Regions from separate parts of the Choristoneura fumiferana genome. Here region 2 is linked to region 1. Evidence: chromatin contacts called from public Hi-C data. All regions are on one chromosome and are shown on one strand. The core of a region is the stretch at or near the end of the contact, and the rest is flanking DNA. Distances in the headings are between cores, read along the strand shown.

What was found. Hi-C and Micro-C count contacts between places; a contact is called where the count stands out from the background.
Region 2: a Hi-C map of whole pupa shows a contact between it and region 1, with 4 times the contacts expected there. The contact joins the promoter of LOC141432682 here to the promoter of LOC141432673 in region 1. A contact is called at or near these places in 2 of 2 Hi-C or Micro-C datasets (both in whole pupa).

Annotation. Positions count from the first base shown.
Region 1 is chr11:8,240,896-8,247,100 of NRCan_CFum_1, reverse strand. It overlaps LOC141432673, which reads right to left and starts at 3,734. Exons shown (of 4, transcript XM_074094377.1): 1 at 3,493-3,734; 2 at 2,635-2,653; 3 at 1,968-2,053; 4 at 1,487-1,721. The coding sequence starts at 3,510. The coding sequence ends at 1,497. It overlaps LOC141432670 (synaptosomal-associated protein 25-like), which reads left to right and starts at 5,871. Exons shown (of 8, transcript XM_074094373.1): 1 at 5,871-6,205. LOC141432671 (synaptosomal-associated protein 25-like) reads left to right here. Exons shown (of 8, transcript XM_074094374.1): 8 at 1-556.
Region 2 is chr11:8,409,324-8,415,528 of NRCan_CFum_1, reverse strand. It overlaps LOC141432682, which reads left to right and starts at 3,117. Exons shown (of 7, transcript XM_074094387.1): 1 at 3,117-3,202; 2 at 3,552-4,398; 3 at 4,577-4,741; 4 at 5,066-5,287; 5 at 5,369-5,651. The coding sequence starts at 3,569. It overlaps LOC141432684 (ubiquinone biosynthesis monooxygenase COQ6, mitochondrial-like), which reads right to left and starts at 2,263. Exons shown (of 9, transcript XM_074094398.1): 1 at 1,899-2,263; 2 at 1,596-1,786; 3 at 956-1,204. The coding sequence starts at 2,091. It overlaps pyx (transient receptor potential channel pyrexia), which reads left to right. Exons shown (of 15, transcript XM_074094397.1): 15 at 1-949.

The DNA.
Region 1 (6,205 bases), core at 2,485-4,984:
GTAGTTATTAGCAATAATTCAGGCTCACTGTGCTATTGTTATGAGACGAGGGTTAAATGCGGGCAAACCAGATAACTAGCGCATAGTTTTTATCGTGTACATAAATATGAGTCACCAAAAGACCCCCCCCCCCTGTTATGATTCTTTTTGTTAAAAAAAAACCATGTCGGTTTAATGATCTCTAAACAATTTTTACCAATCGTGCAAGCAATCCGCGATTACAAATGCTAGAGAGATACGTCATGTCATGCGACAACTTCATTGGTTTAAAATTTATTCATTGGTTCATTTCGTTGGGGGCATACACTAAATTCCATCACTAATTTAGGTTAGGGGGGGGGGCTGGCAATATGTGACACACAAAGCTAATTATTGAGATTTTATTAGGAACTAATTAATAAGTGTGACAACATAAATGGTCCCTTACAATAAATGGTTTGAATCATACCTATTATTAATTGGCTATAATTAAGAATATCTTATAAATACCATGGTTGCAATAAATAAATAAATATTATGTTGGTGATAGTTGGGTTTGTGGGATTATGCATTAAAATAGACATATTTTGCTTTTCTATGACAACTTTTAAAGATATTTGTTAGGAATTACGTTATAAAAATCCTGACAGATATACCTACTGGCGGACTAATAAGAGAATTTAAGGAGACTAGTCCATTAATAATAGAGAACATTTAGTACCCAATAACTAAGTTTTCTCGTAACTAGTTTAGATGGAAGCCTGTAAGAGATCCCTTTTTGGGGATAAGCTCGCCTTTGTACTTCTCTTTGTGTAGGTAATCTGTAATTATATTTTATATTTTTAGGTGCAATAATGAGTTTACATACATAAGTACTAATAAGTACATCCTAATACCTTAAATTTCGTGACACGGAATTGATCTCGATGAAGCTCTATAAGTAAAACGCACATGTGCGTTTCAGGAAGAAAATGTGTTTGCTCGTCGAGTATTAACTGGAATGTATACTTTGTTCAGGATAAATGCTATTGTGCTAGAGGGCTGTAATTTATTCCATCTTTATCTAACATACTTAGTTAAAAATTACTTTTTAAATATTTGTAACTACTCAAACAGTCTATTGAAAACTTGTTCTTTAAAAATTTCATAGCATATAAAAAAATCTATTAGTGTTAGCATAGCTAGCTATTTATAGGTATACTATGTACTATTTGGATGTAAGTAATGAATTTTTGTTAAATAAAATTGGTGATTCTAATAAGTAGGTAGGTTATAACCTTATAATTAAAATATTATTTAACCAAAATTAGTGTTATTTATTTCTTATTTATAAAAACTATATTTTAACTGAGTAAAACTAAGAAAAGAATCATCATAATCGGTTTACCTAAAAAAAAGTATGAGGACATTTTATTATAAATTATGTAGTTGATTTGACAACTTTCTTATTCCTTTTTAAATTGGTTAAAAATTAAATATACCAAATAAAGTTAATAAAAAGCCTCAATAAAAAAGCTCTAGGTATATTCTTCCATGCCCTTCTCATGTGGCCACACTTGCGAAAAGTTAGCGACTTGTAACGCGTACCCCGTGACACCAATATCGATGGGCAGTAAAGTATATTGCACCTTGAATATTAAAATTTGCTCAGCTTGGTCGTAATCCGTGTCCACTTTTGACAGTTTTTTTCCGAACTCAACCCGCAGATAGGTATACCGAATGTACATATCTGACCTGTTGTGCTAAAAAGGAAATGTTTATTTAAGTAAATATAATGAAACACGAAATGCAGTCACTAGAACGTGTGCAATTGGGGACATTTTTTTTATCACAGCAATAAGGCTCAAACAGACTAAGACACCTAACATGGTACACAGTGTATACACACGCAGTGTCACTGCCTGTACACCTATAATGTCACCAGCAGCAATACAGAGTTACCTCTTGTATGCACTAATAATAAACAATAAAATAAAATATTAACTTACTCGAACCGGCAGCTTGTACACAGATGTAAAAGCTGGTATCTGACCCCTGTATTTAAACGCGAGTTTCTCATTTAGCACGTGATACCCTAAAAACAAAACAGAATCAGGAACGTCAATTTGAAGGATTTCGACGTGATTTTTGGGAAAGAGATGGGCCAGAGAGTGACAATAGGCTACTTTTTATCCCAGAAAAAATGCAGTTCCCGAGGGAACAGCGCGCGATAACCGAACTCCACGCGAGCGAAGCTGCGGGCAAAAGCTAGTATTAAGTATAAATGCAAAAGTAATTCTGCCTGTTTGCTTTTTCTACAAACAAAACTAAACTATAAACTAATAACATTTTGGTTGAAGGAAAACATCTCGAGAAAAACGCACGCAAAATGCAGTTCGATGATGTATGAATGAAGTTCCCAAGCGGCACTGGCTGGGCCCACATTGGAAGTATTGGAACTACTGCCCAAACTGTCTTATTCAGACAGGAAGCCTGTGTCCAGTCGTAAAACGAAAATTAGATAAGGTGTTAATAATTAAATAACTGAAAACTTGAGTAAGTAGTTTGTTCTGAATCGAGAAGAGGATTGTTTGCACATAAGCACAGAATAAGTTATAGTAGGTAGAAGACATAAGGTACTTTAAATAAAACAGGTTGCGATTTTGAAATACTTACCTCTTTTATTCTGCCGAGCCTAAGAGTTTTACAAATGCAACATAAACATGTCTTATAATAAATAGAAGAAAATAAAAGTAATATTTCGGAAAGTGTTTTCCGTCTAATGTTATATATATAGTAGGTAACAAAAATATTCCTGTTTCCGTCAGTTTTGATTTGCTCCAAAAAAGAACGAAGCGCAACTGACAAGTAGGTAGGTACTACATATTATCGACGGTAGAAAGTAATTTTGTCGTATCTAAAAAATAGAGGTTTACACCAGAGTAAAAAAAAACAATTTGAATAATATAACTTTTCAACTAAAAGAGATTAGAGTAGAATTACTGATTTGGCAAAACATAGAAATATATTTTGAAATAGTCAGGTTATTTAAAAGGAAAAAAACCTAACTAATATTTACAAACATACATTTACAAAAAAGAGAAAACCTAACTAATTTAACCGCTTTAGGTCGTACCCGGGGCGAATGTTCCCATAGCACTGGCAGCGTTGCCTCGTTGTATTGCTATGGAAATGTGCTGCACAGGAACGACCCAGAGCGGGGCTCGGCTCCGCGTCATGTAGCCGGCGGCCTAGCTCCCTCAACAGCGCCTTTGCCTCTTCGCTCCAAGGACCAGCAGTTTCGACGGCAAATGGAATGAACTCGTAGTCTGGCGTTAGTGCGGCATATTTGGTATGTTTTAATTTCACCTTATTTAAAGGATATAATACATTAAATTCACTTTAAAAAAAGTTAGGGTGTCTGAAGTTTCCGGTTTAAAAATTAACACCTTGTAGATAACCGAAGATGATGATAGGCCAATCGCAAACAAGAAGACTGTAGATGTAACACATAATTTATCCCTAGATACCTACTATTTTATTTCTCACCATATTCAAAAAATCCTGTAGATGTCACTATCGCTACACAAGTTACTAATATAGCGACATTCTGGCCCAGCAAATATCCCATAGTTAGATCGATAGAGCCTATACTATACACACACTCATCTGTGGATAGATCATTCAGGTAGTCTCCGTGCAAATAAACAATTGCTTCCTTATCATGTGTTGACAATTGATTCGATACAATTATTAAAAGCAATAACTCAAGACGCTGATTAAATCTTTTTACATTCTGACATTATAAGTCGGTGAAGATTGTGTGTTCTCATACGACGCAAGGCCGCGGCCATATGAAATCGCTCGACGCTCGTTTCCAGTGTCAAATCTGGTCACGTGACATATAGCAATAAAGCTGAAAATGTTAAGCTTTATCGCTGGAAAAAACAAAAAAAAACCTCTTCAATTTCGGCAAAAACCCTTTTTTTTCAATCACTCAATTTCTTTTATTTGTACCACTGCCACGACTGCTACTAAATGAGATTAAGAAATCAGCTTCCAAGGCTAAGATCAATCCTGCAAGAAGCCATCTTGTCGCTGCTGCTCGACGCGGTGACTTGACGCTACTTTTTTTGAGTCGCTGGAAATTAAAAATTACCTTCAAAATGGTTTTTTTTTTAATGTATATAAACTAATTTCGGTCAATGTTTGTAACTAATCAGTAAGTATTTTAAAAAGCAAAATGTAAATAAATAAATGTAAGTTTACACCACACACACACAACAATAACACATCAAAACAAAACAAAAATGAAAAAAAATATACACTCAACAATCAATATCAGTTACATTTAGGAGTTGGGTAATGTTACTGCCGTTTTGTACGAAAAGGCTACTTTTTCGGCTTTACTTCAAAATCAAAATATTCAAGTTTCTATGAAAAGTACCGCGGATGCAGTTGCCAATTAGTGCCATCTTATGTTGAGTAGCAAAACTACAAGGACGGAGGAAGTTAGGCGTTGTGAAGTTGATAAAACACAGTTAATAGATGGCAGTGCAACTTATCAACTGAGACGTTTTGAAATTCAAAAACTATAGAATAATCGCTCTACTCTACATAGTTTCTGTAATTAAATTTCTAGCATAAGTAATATTTTTACTATCTATATCTTTTTATTATAAAAATGAATCCCTATTTCCCTTGGTCACAGCATCACGCGTGAACGGCTGGACCGATTTCGCTAATTCTTTTTTTGTTGTTTGCTATTGTCAGGAGAAGGTTCTTATAAAAGAACATTTAGAAAATTAAAAAAAACTACAGCGGGGGGGGGGGCGAAGCCGCGGGCACGCTAGTTAAGTAATACCATTTTTCATCACACATGCTCGTCAATGACGTTATTCCATGCCTGTATACTAAAAGACAATGACCTCAATTGTTCCCGCGGGAATTATGGATTTACGTAAGTATAGTTTTCCTCCCCAACGGAGTTATGACTTTAGTTTTAAAAAGTTAGTTGTTACGTCATTTCCTCAGAGGAAGTATATAGGTTTCAAGACTTAAAAGTCAGCCAACGTTTTATTTACATCTTTAAAACTTAGATATAACCTAATTTTACACCAAAAAAATTTGCCACGCTTCATTAAACTTCGTTATTTTTATATTTTTAATTTATATATCAAATAGTTTTGCTATAATTTTAGTAAATATTTATTTAGCATGTTGGAATAATCTGGCCGTAAGACCTTTCGAATTCTGAACTTAACACGGATCTTAGTATTATCTATGGTAGACGACTCGAAAAAAGTGACGGCTACGAAACTTGAAGTTTGTGTCGTGCAGTCCCTCTCGCTCTCGTATTAAATAGTATAAACGTCAGAGGGACCGCATGACACGAACTTCGAGTTTTGAGTATCGTAGTAGCCCTGCAGGAGCTACCACGGAATTCGAAAATCGAAGTTCATATCGTTTTGCTGACGATAATATTATTTAATACAAGAGGGACGGTACGATACGAACTTCGATTTTCGAATTTTGTAGTTGCCCCCTGTATTGGCGGGTAGCCATATTTTATTCAGTTGTTTTCTTAGCGTCTTGCTTTTGCTGAGCTGTGAAGGGTTTGGACACAAAATAATTTAATGTTTTGCATTTTTTCCTCGCAATGTGATGAAAATAATTGTGTGTATCACGGGCCGTAAGGGGATTACAAATTCGGGCCATTAAAAGCCCTCCGCCTCCGGCGTCGGGCTTCTAATAGACTCTCGTTAGTAATCCCCTTCTTACGCTCTACAATGCACAATGTACTATTTATTTTTAATAATAAAATAATACCTATATTTGTTTATTTTGTCTGGCAACCCTATCAACCAAGATGTCACTTTTTGACAGATGCGACAGCTAACAGCAACTTATTTACATTTACCGCGCACGCACAAATTGCTATTATTTATCACAAGGAACTCGCCCTGGAAATTGTTATTGTTGTTATGTGTATTTTTTATAATATTATCTCTTGCCCCGAAATATAGTCGATGCGCTTTACTCACATTCACTTTTGATTCCACGCGCATGACAGTCATAACAAAGGTCAATGCGCAGATTCGAAAAACATTGCGCATCGCATTTCGTCTTCTTCGCTAACCCTACAGAGTTGAGTCGGGTGTCGATTGGCATCCACCAGCGTTCGCGAGCGGAGCGGCTACCAGCTCGTTCCGAGAGGGCACAAGCTTGTGCTGTTTTTGGTGCCTAG
Region 2 (6,205 bases), core at 1,868-4,367, 170 kb before region 1:
TCAAGCTTTCCTTAGTTTGGGACTAGGTCAATTGGTGTCAAGTGTCCCATGATGATACTGAAATAAAATTCAAGTAGAACTATTTTCCACTTACACAAAGGCTGATATTAAATTTACATATTTTTGTGTAATTCAAGGTCTGAATTATGAATTAACTTATGAACTGAATTATGGACTTTTACAATAACAGTTTCTGTGCCAAACTAGTTAGTGCTTGTACCATCAGCCAAATATGTGGTCTACCACCCTAAAGTTGATAATTGTTTGCATGTCACAAAACAATAATGCTAATAGATGTGTCTGTCAACTTGAAAGTTCGACTTTAGCGACATATTCATTTGATAGGAACTTATTTAAAAATGATAAACCACTTATTTGGCTGATGGTGCCGTGAGGTATGTTTGACAACTTTAATAATACATGTATGTCACATTTGTGTGGTTAAGTAACTAAATGAGCCAGTCAAAAGTAAGACTGTAACATCAAACAGACCTCTCAATACTAACACGATCTTGCAACACCTGTCAAGAAACCCCCATTATTTACATTTATTGATATTTCCTGATATAGTTCATTTCCCAAGGTAGTAAAAAATCATAAACAGGCCCAATAACATGCTTAAGCAAAACACAAATAAATGCAACAACTGATAAAACTCAGTATGTCGTTGATTTTTATAGGCAAGCAATTTTAACTGTAGTCTCAAACAGAAAGCTTTGTAAGATGCCTGTTTATATTATTATAAACATCTCAAAAAAAAAAACTGTTCATAGTAACATTAGTTAGAACAACATATTGGATGTTACAACCAAGAAAAAGTCTCAATAAAATCTTATATACCAAAATAACGCTGGTTTTAACAACCAACCATGTTTAACAACCAAATATAGCTGTCCCTTCCATGTCATTGTACCTAAACAGTTTTCACTGTGTTATTGATTACATGATTACTTACCAATAATCTGCAAGAGTAAACATCACCATTGTTCATTTTGACTAAGCTGTCAGTTGTATTATTTGTTGGTAATTCATAACCTGAAATCTTGGCCCCATATATAATTTCAACATTTTTTATTTCTGATGAAGTTAATTCAGTGTTGACTGCATGTTGTAGGACATCATTTTCTACTATGTATGCTACATCTTCATCAAGAATCTCAGCACTGTTGAATGTTATGATAGCATCGGAACATGCATCCCAGACCTACAAGTAAAGAATGGATTATGTATCATATTTACATAGTGGTATAACTGTAGGGTGGGCTCACAGTAAACTAAACCTGGTACAGAAATAAAAAGAAGTGATTTTTGTAACATAAATTGTTGTTTTAACAGGCCTCCCAAAATGAATGTGTAGATAAATAAGGGGAAAAGTTCCTTGAGAGTTTAAATATAAAATAATGTTTTTTTTCCTTTTCTGGTAACTGCAATCAGTTGAAAGACTTTAATTGGATTGGATGAGGGTGGTTCATGATTTGCATGGGAATAAGGCCATTGTTGTATTCTCCTTTTATAACACTTGGCATGTTTTCAGCCTCACAACGTTGTTATCAATGTTTAGCAGCAAAATAATGTTGCAGTAGGTATATTTTTACCTGCATATTACGTACAGGTTGTAGTCTCATCTCCTCAACATGTTGCCAAACTTTTAGAGATTTCATCAAAGTTTTTGTCTTTTGACTCAAGGCGACCACTCTATTGCTGTATTCTGGCTTCAGATGAAACTGTTTGTTCGGACTTCCCTCTAATAATAATATTTTAAGGTTGGAAAGTATGGAGTTCTTACCTAAAACAGACAAATTGAGCAAGTTGCAATATTTTGAAGGATAATTACATTACCATAATCAAACTATTATAAAGTAATAAACACCTCAAATAAATTGTTATTTTATTCTTACCTAAAGCGCAAGCCAAACTGCATCCAACCATTCCGCCACCAGCGATAATAACATCATATTGGCTTTTTATTTCGTGTTTTTTATTCGAATCAGTGCTTAAATTTCGACTGTAAACTCTGTAAACTTTCGACTGTAAAGTTTCTATTTTTCTAACAAGTATGAAATTGCGGTGAATGTTTTTTGGAAGCAACATTTTTAATAAGTTTGCAATAGTAACGTTTTCTTCTATTAATAGCGCAAAATTGACAAAAAACCTTGCAGATATAATTTAATTTTCTTAGAATTCGCAAATCGCAAATAGTTATATTTTTTGCATAGGATTAGAGGTTACCTTTTTATTTTTATATTGTCTTTGGTTTGATTGAGTTGACAGTTGACTGACAGAAATTTTATATTGCCATATACAAATTATACAATTTAAAGTGTTTTTTTATTTTTATTTTTATGTAAAAATTCAATAAATGGTTTTATTTAAAGTAATACATATGAAATTTATGTTAAAATTCTTAGTGTAAAAGATTTAAAATATAGCATTTATGGCTATAAGGCGTGCTTGTACAGCATGACGTAGAGTTATCCGGAGAAAAAAGGATGGTGACTTATGAGATAGTTCAGCTACTCACTACAAGATGGCGCGAGCAAACACATCGAAGCTAAAATATTGGTCAATAATATGTTTTTTTACCTTGAAAAATTGTTTTATTTTTAAACTTAAAATATCCCGGGATTTTTGGTCTGGCTTATTTTTGGTAATACTAGTCTTTACTAGCAGTTTTGCTCGCGGGAATAATCATTAGGTTAAAAATTTACGTCGTGGTCCTAATTTAAGTTTAAGAAGAAGACTTGAGACAAATTTCATGCGTTTAGACAGAGATTATGATTTCAGGATTTTCGTGCGTACATCCCTATCAAGTGGGAATATCGGGTTAAAAAGTAGCCTATGTGTTCGAGATGGCGATCCAGCAACCTACTTTCTATAATTTCATTTAAATCCGACCAGCCGTTTGAGCGTGAAAGAACAAATACATACACACCTTAAATTACTCGAAATATAAGTTCAATAATATTGGAGAGGACGGTAAAGGATAAATAGTTGCCTATTTACGTTTATCTAATTAGGTTTTCAGTTACCCGTAGTAACAGCAAAACACAGTTTAAATTGTACCTTCTCGTTCATTATTTCTCGTTTATAAAAAAATGCTATTTTATTAGTCTACTAAAATGTTGCTAAACGAAAGAATGTGTCGTAATATTTTCTAAATTTGATGAATTTGTACATTATACCATTATAAGTACGTCTTGAGGTAGGTACGTAGGTACTCGTAAATAAGATGCTTTGTAATTTATTGCAGATCAATTATAATGTTTTCAGTGACAAAAAGATAGGTAGGTTTTTCATCAAGCATTTATGATAGATTAGGTAAAGTGGTACTATAGATGATTCGATTACCTAATAATAAATGTTTTCGGAATTAATGCTATAACATTGACCTCGCGCAGAGTATCTGCGCAAGCTGCTATGGCAACGATTACTGCAACAAACGCTCACCAAAGCTATTCCCTTGAAATACACTACTTTGTCAAGTACTATCTGTATCTTAGCAATGAACCACAGCTGTAGCGTATTTGCAAACTCTTGTCTTAAACTTCCAGTGGATCCGATTAGTAAAATGCCGAAGCCCGAGTACGAGCGAAAGGATAAAATTATCACCTGCCAGAATTCCGTGGATTCTTCTTCAAACTCCTCAGTATACGCCGTGAAAGTGAATACGGAGAAAATAAAAGACTTCTATCGCAGCATCCCAGATTACAACGATATAAACCACTTGCCGGCTGAAGAATTTTACTCCACTTTAAAATCTTTACGCCAGAAAAAGAAAGTCATGTTAGAGTTTGCTGTGGATCAGATAGATGACTCAAATAGCGAAAATACTCTAGTTAGAGAAGATGCATATAGCAATCATAATGCAGTGAATGATAAGTCTGTTAAGACAGTTTACAACAGTTCTCTTAGGCGTAAATACAGTGCAGAAAAGAAAGATGCCAGTCGAGATTTCTGTGGAGCTACAAACCTGAATAGAAGATCTAATATCGATACTGCACAGTCATCGAAGAATTTAACAGTATCAGCGATGAAACAACCGCAAAAAAAGTTGACTGTTAGCAACCTCGAAGTGACAATAGACGACGATCCGAAAATGAGCACAAGCAAAAGTAGTTCTATGAAAGAGAAAAACAAAACTAATAAAGCTAAAAGAAACCACTCGGCCTGTTCCATATCGTGGAATGACGATAAAATTGAAACAAAAAATGAAGTTGATCAAAAGTTTCAGAAGTTTTTTGACGGCGCAGAATATTCCAAATTAAAAAAAGTTTATGTAGACGACGAATTCAAAACTCAAAGTATGCCTTCGAGCCCTTTACGAGGAAAGCGTTCCGGGTCTCCTCCAAGGAGACGTAAAAGTATTACTGTACCAAAACCATTTAAAATGACTGAAAGGTAAGTACCTGATATTTTTCAGTTTTCAGTGTCTGCAGTTGCCCTTTGCACTTGAAGAAACGCGAGTCTAAGCAACTCTTTTGACTTCAAATGTAAAAAACAATGACAGAAAAGGAGGTACTTATATGTATTTAATTTTAATAATTTCTAATTGCTTCATCATTGATTGTGATAACAGAGATGAAGATGAGAGAGCCGTAAACGAGTTACGTTGTCTCCAGAAGTCCTTTTCTGAAGACATGCTTCATCGGAAGTGTGATCGAAAGCAATTCCGCACCAGACCGGTGCCCATAGAATCTCGAATCCCTCTTTACGACAAGATTCTTGAAGACCAGGCTATGAGGTTTCCATATTCTTACATGTGCACATTTTATTTATGCTTGTCATTAGATCACCAGTTTGTTTTGAGATCTGTTATCATCAAAAAACACAAGTTTATTCACATACCTTATCTTTATTTTATATCTTACAGGTTGATTTGAGCCTCGGAGAGCTCTACCCTGATTCCTTCTTAATGATTTGCTGCTATAAATAGGTATTTTTTGTTTGTTTTTAGTTTTTAATTGTGTATTACGTTTGCGCTATTTTTATTTTATTTATTATTTTTATCTTATTTTTTAATAGTTACGTATGAGGTAATAAATTAAATGTAACGTAACTATTCTAGACGAGCTATAACCAAAATCAACAGTGAAGCAGAGCTCCGTGCGAAGATGAAACCCTTTAGCTTTACAGAGAGAGAAGAAAGTGGTATTCAGAAGTCTTGCGAGAGAGCAATGAATGTATTGCCTAAACCCAAGAAAAAGAAGAAATTCAGGGCGCGGCCGGTACCTAAAAATCTCTTTTCTAACTATTTTTATGATAAAATGAAGGAGGAAGAATTTTTTCGGTAGGTGTTTGACTCAAAAAATCGGAATTTTAGTAAATGATATTATTTTATTATGAATGTAATTTATAATCACCGCCTCAGGTCTATGAATCGGCGTATTAGATCGGAGGAAATGCTTCGCAATGCCAGCTATCCCGGTACAATGGCGATGAGAGAGCGCAGTAGATTGTCAACTCCGGCAGCCCACAGCGATCTACCGATAGACCCGTCCCCTGGCATCCCGTCCGTCAGTTCTTCCGACAGGCAGAGAGCCCGAAGTCCCATGGAAAAGAGGACCCGATGTGAGAAGTCTGTGAAAGAAGATTTCATCACTACGACCCCTAAGCCTTTCCGGTTCAATACCGCTGATAGAGCATTAAAAAAGGTAAAGAAAAAAAAAATAAAGGCATTTTTTTAAAGGAACTGTAATTTAAAACATACTTACGAGTTTTCTTAACGTTTTGATTATCATATTTAATGAAATAAAACCGGATAACTCATGGCATAAATTGAGTTTAGCTCGACATGTTTCGGGCTGATTCCCGCACGCGCACTCAGTCAGTTGCTAGAAGAAGGGCTACGAATAAACCCGAAACATATCGAGGTAATCTCGATTTAAGACGTGAGTTATCCGGTTTTATTTTGTTAAATATGAGTGAGTTTCATATTCAATACCTAAGTCGCAGAAATTACAGTGTCAGAAAAGTTAGGTAAATCGGCTTCTGATCTGTGAATCCTATGCCTAAATGAAAGGTTATAAGAGAGAGCTAAGATATGCTGATTAGAAAGGCTAAAGGCTCATCATCTCCAGGGCCGGATTTAGAAGTCTGGAGGCCTTGGGGCAGCAAAGGAGTGGAGGTCCCCCCCCTTCGCCCAAACTATGTTCAAAATGAAATGAGGGCCATTGGAGATTTTGACGTAATTACTGATTGCCTGATT